Regions from separate parts of the Macaca mulatta genome. Here region 2 is linked to region 1. The links are chromatin contacts, called in public Hi-C maps. All regions are on one chromosome and are shown on one strand. The core of a region is the stretch at or near the end of the contact, and the rest is flanking DNA. Distances in the headings are between cores, read along the strand shown. Region 1 holds the start of SMAD7 (SMAD family member 7). Region 2 overlaps CTIF (cap binding complex dependent translation initiation factor).

The links. Hi-C and Micro-C count contacts between places; a contact is called where the count stands out from the background.
Region 2: a Hi-C map of liver shows a contact between it and region 1, with 2.9 times the contacts expected there. The contact joins the enhancer-like site here to the promoter of SMAD7 in region 1. A contact is called at or near these places in 4 of 14 Hi-C or Micro-C datasets (cortical neurons, fetal cortex germinal zone, fetal cortical plate and 1 more).

Annotation. Positions count from the first base shown.
Region 1 is chr18:43,375,220-43,380,776 of T2T-MMU8v2.0, forward strand. It overlaps SMAD7 (SMAD family member 7), which reads left to right and starts at 3,206. Exons shown (of 4, transcript XM_015121923.3): 1 at 3,206-5,421. The coding sequence starts at 4,809.
Region 2 is chr18:43,556,324-43,561,880 of T2T-MMU8v2.0, forward strand. All of the region lies in intron 9 of CTIF (cap binding complex dependent translation initiation factor), which reads right to left. Among named protein-coding and RNA genes, the nearest start is that of MIR4743, 110 kb to the right of the region's middle. Within about 2 kb of position 3,063, at least 3 of the 40 cell types and tissues checked have an H3K27ac peak or open chromatin away from gene starts, as enhancers often do. A contact at or near this core is called in liver, where this site is marked.

The DNA of each region.
Region 1 (5,557 bases), core at 1,956-4,455:
GTCCTTTCTGTTGCTATGAAGCCTGGTCTAACCACTCTAAAAAAGTGAAGATCTTTTAGGGAGACCCAGAACAGAGAGGGGATGGGACCCTCGAGGGCAGAAACTTGCCCAGAAAACCTTATAAACGCTGCCAAGTGCTCGCCTAATGTGGGGATTGCTGTTGGCCCAAGTTGCTTAACCAGTGAGTGACAACGCCCCAGCCTGGAATCAGATTTTCTGACCTCTAGTCTGGTACTCTTTCTAAGCCTTTCTAAGGGGAAAATATGATACATTTCCCAGACACCTTAAAAATCCCATTTCTGTCTCTTTCGTCTTCCGTTGCCTATTGTGATAGGCCTCCCAAAGTGCTGGGATTACACCCTTTCTCCATTCTCTTCTGTGCTTTCTCGGCTGCTGTCTTCACAGGTTGCTTCTTAGAATGTTTTATACACACACACAAGGTTTCCATGCCCTTTTCAACAAGCCATATTTTAATTTACAATAAAATTATGATGTTATACAACTGCAGCTTATGTGGCCTTACACAGTAAATGTTCAGAATGGCAGCTTCTGTCCTGTCCAATAGGGTTCTGTACTGCTTGGGGCATCCTACTGTCTTCCAAGTCAATAAGTGTTAGGATCTCCTTGCCTGGAGATGATCATGTAAGCAATGTTGCTGATTTCTTCTGGAATGTATGTTACCAAAGGTACTTTTGGTGGGGTGGAGGAAGGGTCCAAATGCCCCTTAAGCCCTAAGTGTTGATTTCTAATTATTTATTAAGCATCTACTATTGTATTAATATGTTATAAGTCTTTTTAATTGCTGGAGGGGGAGAGGGCTTGAGCTCTAAAGGTGGCTAAGATTCATTCCTGCCTTTTCCTTTTAAGAACATATAATTGGCCGGGCGCGGTGGCTCAAGCCTGTAATCCCAGCACTTTGGGAGGCCGAGACGGGCGGATCACGAGGTCAGGAGATCGAGACCATCCTGGCTAACACAGTGAAACCCCGTCTCTACTAAAAATACAAAAACTTAGCCGGGCGAGGTGGCAGGCGCCTGTAGTCCCAGCTACTCGGGAGGCTGAGGCAGGAGAATGGCATGAACCCGGGAGGCGGAGCTTGCAGTGAGCTGAGATCCGGCCACTGCACTCCAGCCTGGGTGACAGAGCGAGACTCCGTCTCAAAAAAAAAAAAAAAAAAAAAAAAAGAACATATAATTTAGCTGAGGAGATGTACATTTCATCTTTTTCTTTTTTTTCTTTTCTTTCTTTTTTTTTTTTTTTTGAGACAGAGTCTCACTCTGTTGCCCAGGATGGAGTGCAGTGGTGCGATCTCGGCTCACTGCAACCTCCGTCTCCCGGGTTCAAGGAATTCTCCTGTCTCAGCTGGGGTTACAGGCACGTGCCACCTGCCTGTTTAATTTTTGTATTTTTAGTAGAGACGGGATTTCACCATATTGGCCAGGCTGGTCTCAAACTCTTGACCTCAGGTGATCCACCTGCCTCAGCCTCCCAAAATGCTGGGATTACAAGCGTGAGCCACCAAGCCCCGGCACATTTCACCTTTTCTAAAGATTATTTTAAGGCCAGGTGCAGTGGCTCACGCCTGTACTTCCAGCAGTTTGAGAGGTCGAGGCAGGTAGATTACTTGAGGTCAGGAGTTCCAGATCAGCCTGGCCAACATGGTGAAACCGCGTCACTACCAAAAATTACAAAAATTAGCCAGGTGTGGTGGCAAGCGCCTGTAGTTCCAGCTACTCCAGAGGCTGAGGTGGGAGAATCATTTGATCCGGGGAGGCAGAGGCTGCAGGAAGCCGACATCGAGCCACTGCACTTTAGCCTGGGTCAAGAGTGAGACTCTTAAAAGAAAAAAGATTCTTCAAAGCCCCCAATGAGTTTCACTGCGGGCCTGATCTCATAATTCTCAATGGCTTTTTTTTTTTTTTTTTAAATCGTATTTCACTGAATATGAAGTGAGGTTAGATCACCATGCCAACCAGTGGCCTCATCAATACTGATGTGTGTGTATTTAAATAATTACGTTTCTCAGAGCCATCAGCTTTCACGCTGTATATGCGTTCATGCCCTAGCAATGCCATGCCCGTTTCTATGCAGTAACTCGCCAGCTTGAGTATATGTTTCTTCGGGACCTGGGGTCAAGGTATAAACTCTCTGACCCTAAGCACCTTGAAAGCTACGAGGCCCAGAAACAGGCCCTGCATGCAAATAAATGCCCTAGGCAGGTCTGCTCGCTGGGTAACCTTCCCGCGCCAGGAGGCAGGGTGGCTGGTGGCGGAGGTCTTCCGGGCCCGGGAGGAAACCTGCGGGCGGCGCGCAGGCGAGCCCCCGCCTCCCGCTCCCCTTCTCCCGCCAGGAGGCTGCCCCTCGCAGCTCGTCAGCCGGCCAAATGCATTCCATAGCTGTGCACAAGACACACTTCTCCAGGCAGTCCTAGAAACCGGAGCCCGGAGCGGAGAGGGCGGGAGGGAGCGCGCGGCCGCCGCTGAGGTCATATTCACGCCGCCTCCCCGCCCTCGGCGGCTGTTCCCCTCAGCGCACACTTCCCGGGGCCTCGGTCCAGTCCCGTATAAATGTCTTTTAAACCGAGACAGCGCTCTCCTCCCCTTGCCCTCCGGCGCGGCCAAGGGATCCGCCGCCAGGGCCTTTAAAACAAAACCAATGAATGAAGCGCTAGAGCGAGCGCGCGCGAGATGGCCACCGCGAAGCCCAGCCGGGTCGAAATCGGGCCACCGACCGGCTCTCTAAGCTCCAAAACTCGCAGCGAAGCCCGCTCGGTGCTCCCTGCTTTTCCAATTTCTCCATGGCTCCCGCCGGGGCTCAATCGATTCTGGGAGCTTCTCTGCCCCCCACCTCTCTCTCCCCTCCGTCGGTACCCCATCTACAGCCCCGGGAGGGGGTGGCGGTGGCGGGGGGTTGGGGGGAGAAATAGCTTTTAGAAACCCGATCTGTTGTTTGCGAAACACAATCGCTTTTTTTTTTTTTTTTTAAAGCGACAGGGTGTCTAGACGGCCACGTGACGAGGCCGGAGCCGGGCGCGCCACTGCGCAGTGGAACCAGCCGAGCAGAGGGCCGGAGGGGGGGTGCGGGGGGGCGGGGAGGAGGCGGCGGCGGCGGCGGCTGGGGGCGGGGGAGGGAAGGGGGAGGAAGGGGGAGGGAAGGGGGCGGGGGCGGGGGCGGGAGGCCTTGCGGGAGGCGGCGAGGTCTGGGCACACTCGCTTGCTGCTCGGCGCACTGAAGATCTTGTCCCCGAGCCGCGCCAGCCGAGCCAGCCGGGCGCCGTGCTCGGTCCGCTCGCCGCGCGGGAGAGAGCTGCCCGAGACAGAGCCAGTCCGCCGCCGCCGAGCCGCCGAACGCCCGGCCCCTGAGCCCCAGAGTGCGGCGCGGCGAGCCCCTGGCGGCGGCAGAAGGACCAGAGCGCCAGGAGAGGGCGGACCGGGGACAAGGAGGCTCCCGGGCGCGACGAGGAGAGTCTCGGAGGAGGAGGCGCCGAGAGGACACCGGGGCCTCCTGCCGCCGCTGCTGGGGCCAGGCGAGCAGCCCATGCGGGGACCCTCGGCGGGCAGCCGCGGCCAGGGGAAGGGACACCGGCGGCCCCCGCACTAGCAAGCAGCTTGTGCCCAGGGGGGGCGAGAACGCGCGACCCGCCTGGGGCCCTCCGCCGCCGCCGCCGCCGCGCCGCCCTCCCCCGCGCTGTCAGCCCCGCCGGGCTCAGCCGCCGCCGCAGCATCTTCTGCCCCTGCGCCCCCGCCAGCCTCGAGGAAGTCCCCGCCGAGGACCTGGGCCCCCAGGAGCGCAGGAGGAAAGACCAGAGACTCCCCTAAACCACCCAGATGCGCAGGATTGAAGCGGTCTAGCCAAAGCTTTCTGTGGATTAAAAAAATACACGATTTTTTTTTTTTTTGGCAGAAGGAGAGGAAGACCAGCGGGGCTTTGCAAGGAAAAAAGGGGGGGATGTAACTCGTGGATACATTTTTCCACCCCTCAAACATCTTGTTATACTTTGTAAACATTTTCTTTTTTTAAACCCCAGCTCCAGCCGGACGCCCCCAGACCTCAGAGGTTCGAGGAGGTGGTGTTTTTCATTTGGGGCTTTGCATATTTGGTTGTTAGGTTTTGCGAGAGCCTTCTTATTTCGCCAGACATCTCATGCGGGGTGAAGTCCACTCGGCCCCCTCCCCTGAGTCTTCGTGTGCACAGAATTCGAGGAGATCCGGTTACTAAGGATATAGAGAAAAAAAATAAATTGCGTGCTTGCTTTTTTTTTTTTTAATTGCCTGCTTCTCCCCACCCCCAAATTAAGTTGCTTAGCAAGGGGGAAAGAGGCTTTTTCCTTCTTCCAGCAGCCCAGCCGAACGCCTTTCGCTTTTTTGCCTCCGCGGACCTTCCATGTAGGAATCCGAGGCTGGCGAGCCCGACATTCGGGAGCCACTGCGGGGGGGCCTCTTTTTGGGGAGGCGCCGACGGGGGCAGGCTCGGCCGTCCCCAGGGAAGCGGCGGCCGGGTTCCTCCGGGGCGCGCCGGGGCCGGAGAGCCGCGCAGGGCGCGGGCCGCGCGGGGTGGGGCAGCCGGAGCGCAGGCCCCCGATCCCCGGCGGGCGCCCCCGGGCCCCCGCGCGCGCCCCGGCCTCCGGGAGACTGGCGCATGCCACGGAGCGCCCCTCGGGCCGCCGCCGCTCCTGCCCGGGCCCCTGCTGCTGCTGCTGTCGCCTGCGCCTGCTGCCCCAACTCGGCGCCCGACTTCTTCATGGTGTGCGGAGGTCATGTTCGCTCCTTAGCCGCCAAACGACTTTTCTCCTCGCCTCCTCGCCCCGCATGTTCAGGACCAAACGATCTGCGCTCGTCCGGCGTCTCTGGAGGAGCCGTGCGCCCGGCGGCGAGGACGAGGAGGAGGGCGCGGGGGGAGGTGGAGGAGGCGGCGAGCTGCGGGGAGAAGGGGCGACGGACAGCCGAGCGCATGGGGCCGGTGGCGGCGGCCCGGGCAGGGCTGGATGCTGCCTGGGCAAGGCGGTGCGAGGTGCCAAAGGTCACCACCATCCCCACCCGCCAGCCGCGGGCGCCGGCGCGGCCGGGGGCGCCGAAGCGGATCTGAAGGCGCTCACGCACTCGGTGCTCAAGAAACTGAAGGAGCGGCAGCTGGAGCTGCTGCTCCAGGCCGTGGAGTCCCGCGGCGGGACGCGCACCGCGTGCCTCCTGCTGCCCGGCCGCCTGGACTGCAGGCTGGGCCCGGGGGCGCCCGCCAGCGCGCAGCCTGCGCAGCCGCCCTCGTCCTACTCGCTCCCCCTCCTGCTGTGCAAAGTGTTCAGGTGGCCGGATCTCAGGCATTCCTCGGAAGTCAAGAGGCTGTGTTGCTGTGAATCTTACGGGAAGATCAACCCCGAGCTGGTGTGCTGCAACCCCCATCACCTTAGCCGACTCTGCGAACTAGGTGAGAAGTTGTCCCCTTACCCCCAGCATTTTCCGGCGCGCCAGTGCTGGAAGAAAAGCCCTTAGGGCAGTGCGTTTGTGCAGCCACCCCTCCAGGGGGAGTGTGCATCCCCTCCTGGGAGGAGACTGGGGGCCGA
Region 2 (5,557 bases), core at 1,813-4,312, 180 kb after region 1:
GGGTCCAATATGTAGTGCTCCAATACGCAGTTGCTCAAGAATGCATTTATTCCGATTATAGCTATTCACGAGCTTTAGCTGGAGTCTGGCTATCCCCAAATACCTCCGAAGCTACCCACTTCTTTGGTATGGCCTTTGCTCTGTGGAAAACTGGGGGCAGGGGCATGACATGGTGATGTGCTGGCTCCCATGCCCTCTCTACTTAATGGGTCTGGGTGTGGGTGACCTGGGTGCACACAGACCTCTCTGGAATACACTTGGTCTTAGGCTGGGCACTGTCAAGGGGGGGTTGGGGGGTGATTTTGAGCATGCCTGTCCTCATACTTCAAAGTGACCTGAAGCTTCTCTTACTCTGGGACCTGGGATCTGTCCTGGAAGGGCCAGCAAGGGGTTAAGGGAGGGTCGTTCCCTGCAGGTTCCTCCCCGTTCCCCGCAAAGGGGCCGCTGTTTTTCCCTGAAGACTCAGAGCTCTGTGCCCTGATACCGAGTGAAGGCCTTTAAACCTGAGCTCTAGGTGGGAGGCAGTGAGGGATGGGCACTCTGGGGGTGTGCAGGGACCCCTTATTCTAGGCTCTGGGTTTCAAGGGCAGAGCCATGCCGAGCCAGCACGATGCACACTCCCTGTGCTCATGGTTCTGCTTCTGGTCAAGTGTTTCTGCCTCTCCTGGACAGAGGGGCCCAGACAGGGAAGATCTAGAAGTAGGAAAATTGGCCTCTGGGCACAACATGGGTTTAAATTGCTCACATGACGCCAATTGGCCTCAGACTAACCCAGGCACCGAAGGCCGCCCCCGCAACAGTGCCTCCCTTCCGTGCACTGCGCAGTGCACCGTGTGCTCCTGACCTCTCGGTGGCTGTCTGGAGGGGAGCTGGGAAGACCTCTGTCTCCATAAGGCGGCCTGCTCTTCATCTAGAGGAGATGGAACCTGGCTACCCTGAACACTGTGGGTATAAATACTCTTAGAGTGGGGGGTTCAAGGCAAGTGTGGCATTGCTGCTGGCTGTTGAAAGAGTTGTCCTGTCATCTCGTCTTCCTGTTCCTCTCCCCCTCTGTCCTCAACTCCCTTCTGGTTCATTCTAGGCATCAGAAACACAGCCCACGCAGGTCGGTATGGGAGAAGGGCGACAAGGAAATAAGCCCCCAGCAGTGTGGGGAGGGGCACCAGGGTCAGAGGTGGGGCACGCTGTGCAGATTCCCTATCCATTCTTCCCATCAGCGGCCCGCAGGCCAATGTTAGGGGCCCAGGCTATGCACCCCTGGCTGGGGAAGCCTGCTCACCCAGGGGCTTTGGTTCGAAGATGCTCACTGACTTGTCCCAGAAGCTCTTGGAGCCCACCAAGAAGCTCTTGGAGCACTTACTGAAGGAAGGAGACCACAGCTAGGGGAGCACAGTTCCTACACTGCCCCCATGGCAGGCAACCCCAGCTCCTGGCTCTGGCCTGGTGGGGGCAGTGGTGGGAATGCCACAGTTCCATGCGCCAGGGGCCAGAGAGCATGCTCCTGAGAGTAGGACGGGGAAATGAGGCCTGCCATCACGACTCAGGTCTTTGAGGGGCAGGCTCAAGCTCCACAAGAGATCACCACAGCCACCTAGAACCCCTGGCTCTCTAATGTAAAACATCTTTAAGTCCATCATCCTATGACCTATCAACATGTCTTCCTAAAACATGGCCTCTTTCAACCTCCCCAGGCCTCATCTCTCATCTATAATTAATACGAGGGGATTGGATTGGATGACCTGTAGACCATTCCTGCAAGTCTACACTGGTCTATGATTTTTAATCGATCCTGGAACTACATCTCAAGAACCCACAATGGCTCCCTGAGTCCCACTTTATAAAGTCCAGATCCTTCTGCCTCTTAGTCAGTCCACCTTATAGACTTCCTCCAGCTCTCAGCTGAATTTCAGTAAGGCAGTGTCCTTATTGTCCCTCACTTGTGTCATTTCTTTGGCTCTTGATTCATGATATTTCCCCCATCAAAAACATCCTTCCTGGAAACAGTTTGGCAGATACTCAAAAAGTTAAAGATAAAATTTCCATAAGATCCAGTAATTCCACTTCTAGGTATATACCCCAAAGAATCAAAAGCGGGGACTCAAACAGATATTTGTGCGTGCATGCTCCTATCAGCATGAATCACAATAGCCAAAAAGTGGGAGAAAACCAAGTGCGCATTGACAGATAAATGGATAAAAAAAATGTGGTATAGACACAAAATGGAATATTAGCCAGCCATGAAAAAGAAGGGAATTCTGACACATGAATAAATCTTGAAACCACGATGTGAAGTGAAATATGCCAGACACAAAAAGAAAAATACTGTATGATATCCTGTGTGTGCTATTTGTAGAGTGGGTGAATTCATGGAGATGGAAGATGGAGGGGAGGCTGCAGGGGAGTTATTGCTGTAGGGGAGTTATGGTGGGTACAGGGCTTTTGTTTGGGGTGATGAGAGGGTTTGGTGGGGGGGTGGGGGATGGTCATGGGCATTGTCCAACATTGTGGGTGTGCGGGGTACTGCTGAACTGTGCACTTAAAACTAGTTAAGATGGTGAATTTTATGGTATATTTTACTGCAATAATAATTTGCCGAAAAGAAAAGAAAAGAAAAGAAAAGAAAAACAGTAACAAAACTGTTCTGCCCTCTTCCTCCTCTGTGGCCACTCCCTCCCGCTAGGTCTAGCTCTTTCCTTGCTATACTGCTGGGGCAGGCCTCTGAGCTCCTTACGCATTTTCAGGAAACACCTTGGGGCCGTGCACAGGCTGGTTCCAGAGGAGGACCTCAGATAACTCAACACAATTTTCTTCCTTTTGAAAGAGTGACCCTCTGCAGTCCCCTTCCTGCCCAGGGGCCACCGTTCCCCCTTGGTAGTGGCTGGGAGCCTCCCTGGGGAGCCAGGGACAGGGCGGTGAGCAGTTACATAACCCGCAGGGAGATTTTTTCCATCGGCCCAGGCGGTGCCAGCTTTCCAGCAGCAACCACGGCAGGTAGAGGCGCCCTGTCTGGGCTGGCCGTGCCCGGGCAGGGCAGAGATGCTGCGATCTGGAGCCGCTTAGCATAGCTCAGATTCCCCGCGGCGGCTGGGGGCCGGCCACTTACAGAGCTGCGGGGAAGATCTGCTGTCTCCTGCCTGCCTGGCTCCGGGGAAGGAGGAGGAGGAGGTGCTGGGGGTGAACTGCCAGCCAGCCAGGGGTGACCCTCTGGGGCCTGGGACACCCGAGCTGGCCTTCTCCGGTAACCCACTTATCTGCAGGGCTTGCTTCAGCGTGGCAGCCTCAGACAGGGCAATGCCCGGCCAAGTTCTATCAGGGGATTTAGCAGGGAAAATGAACCCGGGGTGGGGGGTGAGGGCATGCAGGGAAGAGGACACGGTCTGGCAAGAGACACGGGTGATGGTGAAATAATTCCTGACCTGGGTAAAGCTCTTCTGGCCCAGAAGCGAGAGGGAGAAAACCCCAGGCCATTCCCTTTTGTGGCTGTGGCCTGTGCTATTCCCAAGCCTGTCTACCCAGCTCCTTCCTCCCCACAGAAGGAAGCTCCTGGAGCCAGCCAGCTGACGCCTGCTGAATACCTAGTGTGTACCAATATGGTGGTGGGACACAAAGATGACCCAGACACAAGCTTTGCCCCAAGACATCCACGGACACAAGTCTCAGAAAAGAAAAGCTTAAACAGGGGAGCCCAGAAGACTCCATGAAAGGGACACACGGTAAATGTTCAAGGGTCAGAGGAAGGTGAGGTCCCTGGGCTGGGAGATCAGGGAAGGCTTCCTGGAGGAGGCAGATTTGACTAGGAGGAAGAATACACCTGTCAATCCTGGGCCCACTGCCCATGAAGACAATAGTCTAAAAGCACTCATTGCCGGACCTCGTTGTTCCACACTTAATCAGCGTAGGAGGGGGAAATGGAAATGCTGCCCAAGACTGAGGCATGGGGTGGTCTTTGGGAATTTAGGATGGGATAAAGTTAGAAGGGCCTCCCAGTTCATCCCATCAGGGCAGGGCACCCACACTGATGGAGCCATCTGACTGGTGTGGCTCAGAGCTGGGGTCTGTGCACACATTACCTCATTTAAGCTCTACCACAACCCAATCATCCCTCCCAGGACAGAAACTCGGGTGCAGAGACATGTTTTAAATGCTCAAGATCAGCATCGAGACAGCAGTCAATGCTACTGCGCAGGTCTGCTGCTCCTCAGGCCTCAGCGTTGCTGCCTCGGGGCAAGAAATCCTGTCTAGAGAAACGAGATTCAGGGGCACGACCCGCACCTGTCTGCTCCAGATGGCCCAGCTGACCTGATTCGTGAAGCTGCAGGCTGGTCTTGCTCTCCCCTCCTGAGCCACCCACACTCCTAACAACACGGCAATGGCCACTTTTCATGGGAAAGGAGTGACTTTTGTCCAAGGCTCACTCAGCCTCTGCACATCTAGAGTCTCTGACAAGGCCTGCAGTAGACTGCCCATGAGACTTGTAAAAGCCCATTTTGGGCTTTCTCAGGAGCAGGGCTCTCTGTGATTTTGAAGAATATGGCAGTGACGCAGAGGCAGGAAGCTGGGCACTTGGTTTTGCAGGAAGCTCGCTGGTCCCTGGGGGCCTGGAGCGGTAGTTGGCACAGCAATGGCACCCAAGGCCCCCCTCATGATATGATGACGGGACACCTGGCATGCTGCTGTTCTGGGCACCTTCCAGGACTGGCTGAGGATCAGTGGTCATTTTCTTTCCTCTGCTTATTTTTGGATTCAAAAATCAAAATGCTTGTTTATGATCCGGTCATTGGCTGCTCTGTCTCACTGAGCACTTCAAAGCTCCAGAGAGAACCACAGGCTTAGCACTCCTGGAAGCCACGTGTTCCTCCGCCCCACCCAAACTGAACAGTCAGGGCGATCTGGTCTAAGCACTGACTTTGAGGGTATCCCACCTGGGTCCTTGAATGCAATGCTTCAGATTTGCACAGATTGAAAGACCACAGCACAGGGCAAGTGAACAGAGACATACAGGATCCGCCACAGTGCATGGTATATAGCAGGTGCCCAATAAGCATTGAGAAGAAATAAAGATTGGAGAAAAGCAGGTCATATTTACTCATTCCAAAGCAAGTGCAGGGCAATGAGGCACACGGCTCCTACCCACTGTGGCTCTGGCAGCGGGGGCAAAGAACATGGATAGGAGTCAGGCATCGGCTCTTCCTGTTGGGGGAGCCCAGGGCTGCCACAGAATCGTGGGCAGGGGTCAAGCTCCTGTGACTGCTGGCCTCCTGTGATGCCAGGCCAACCTGCCGAGGCCTGTTGATGCCCACCTTCAGGGAAATATGTGTGGCAACTCTGCATGTCCCTTGCAGGGCACAGCCTTCAGCATGGGGACAGATGACCTGTGGGGGGCAGAGCAGGAGCTCAGATGCCAGCCATTTTTAGAAAAACAGCCCTTTTCTGGGCTTTTGCAAGCTTCTGCGCAGCCTGCCCATGGGGAAAGCGGCTTGCACTGCCTCTGGCCCTTTGCTTCAGCCTTTCTGATTTCTAGCAACTGGTGGAGGGGAGCTCGATGTGTATATGGCCA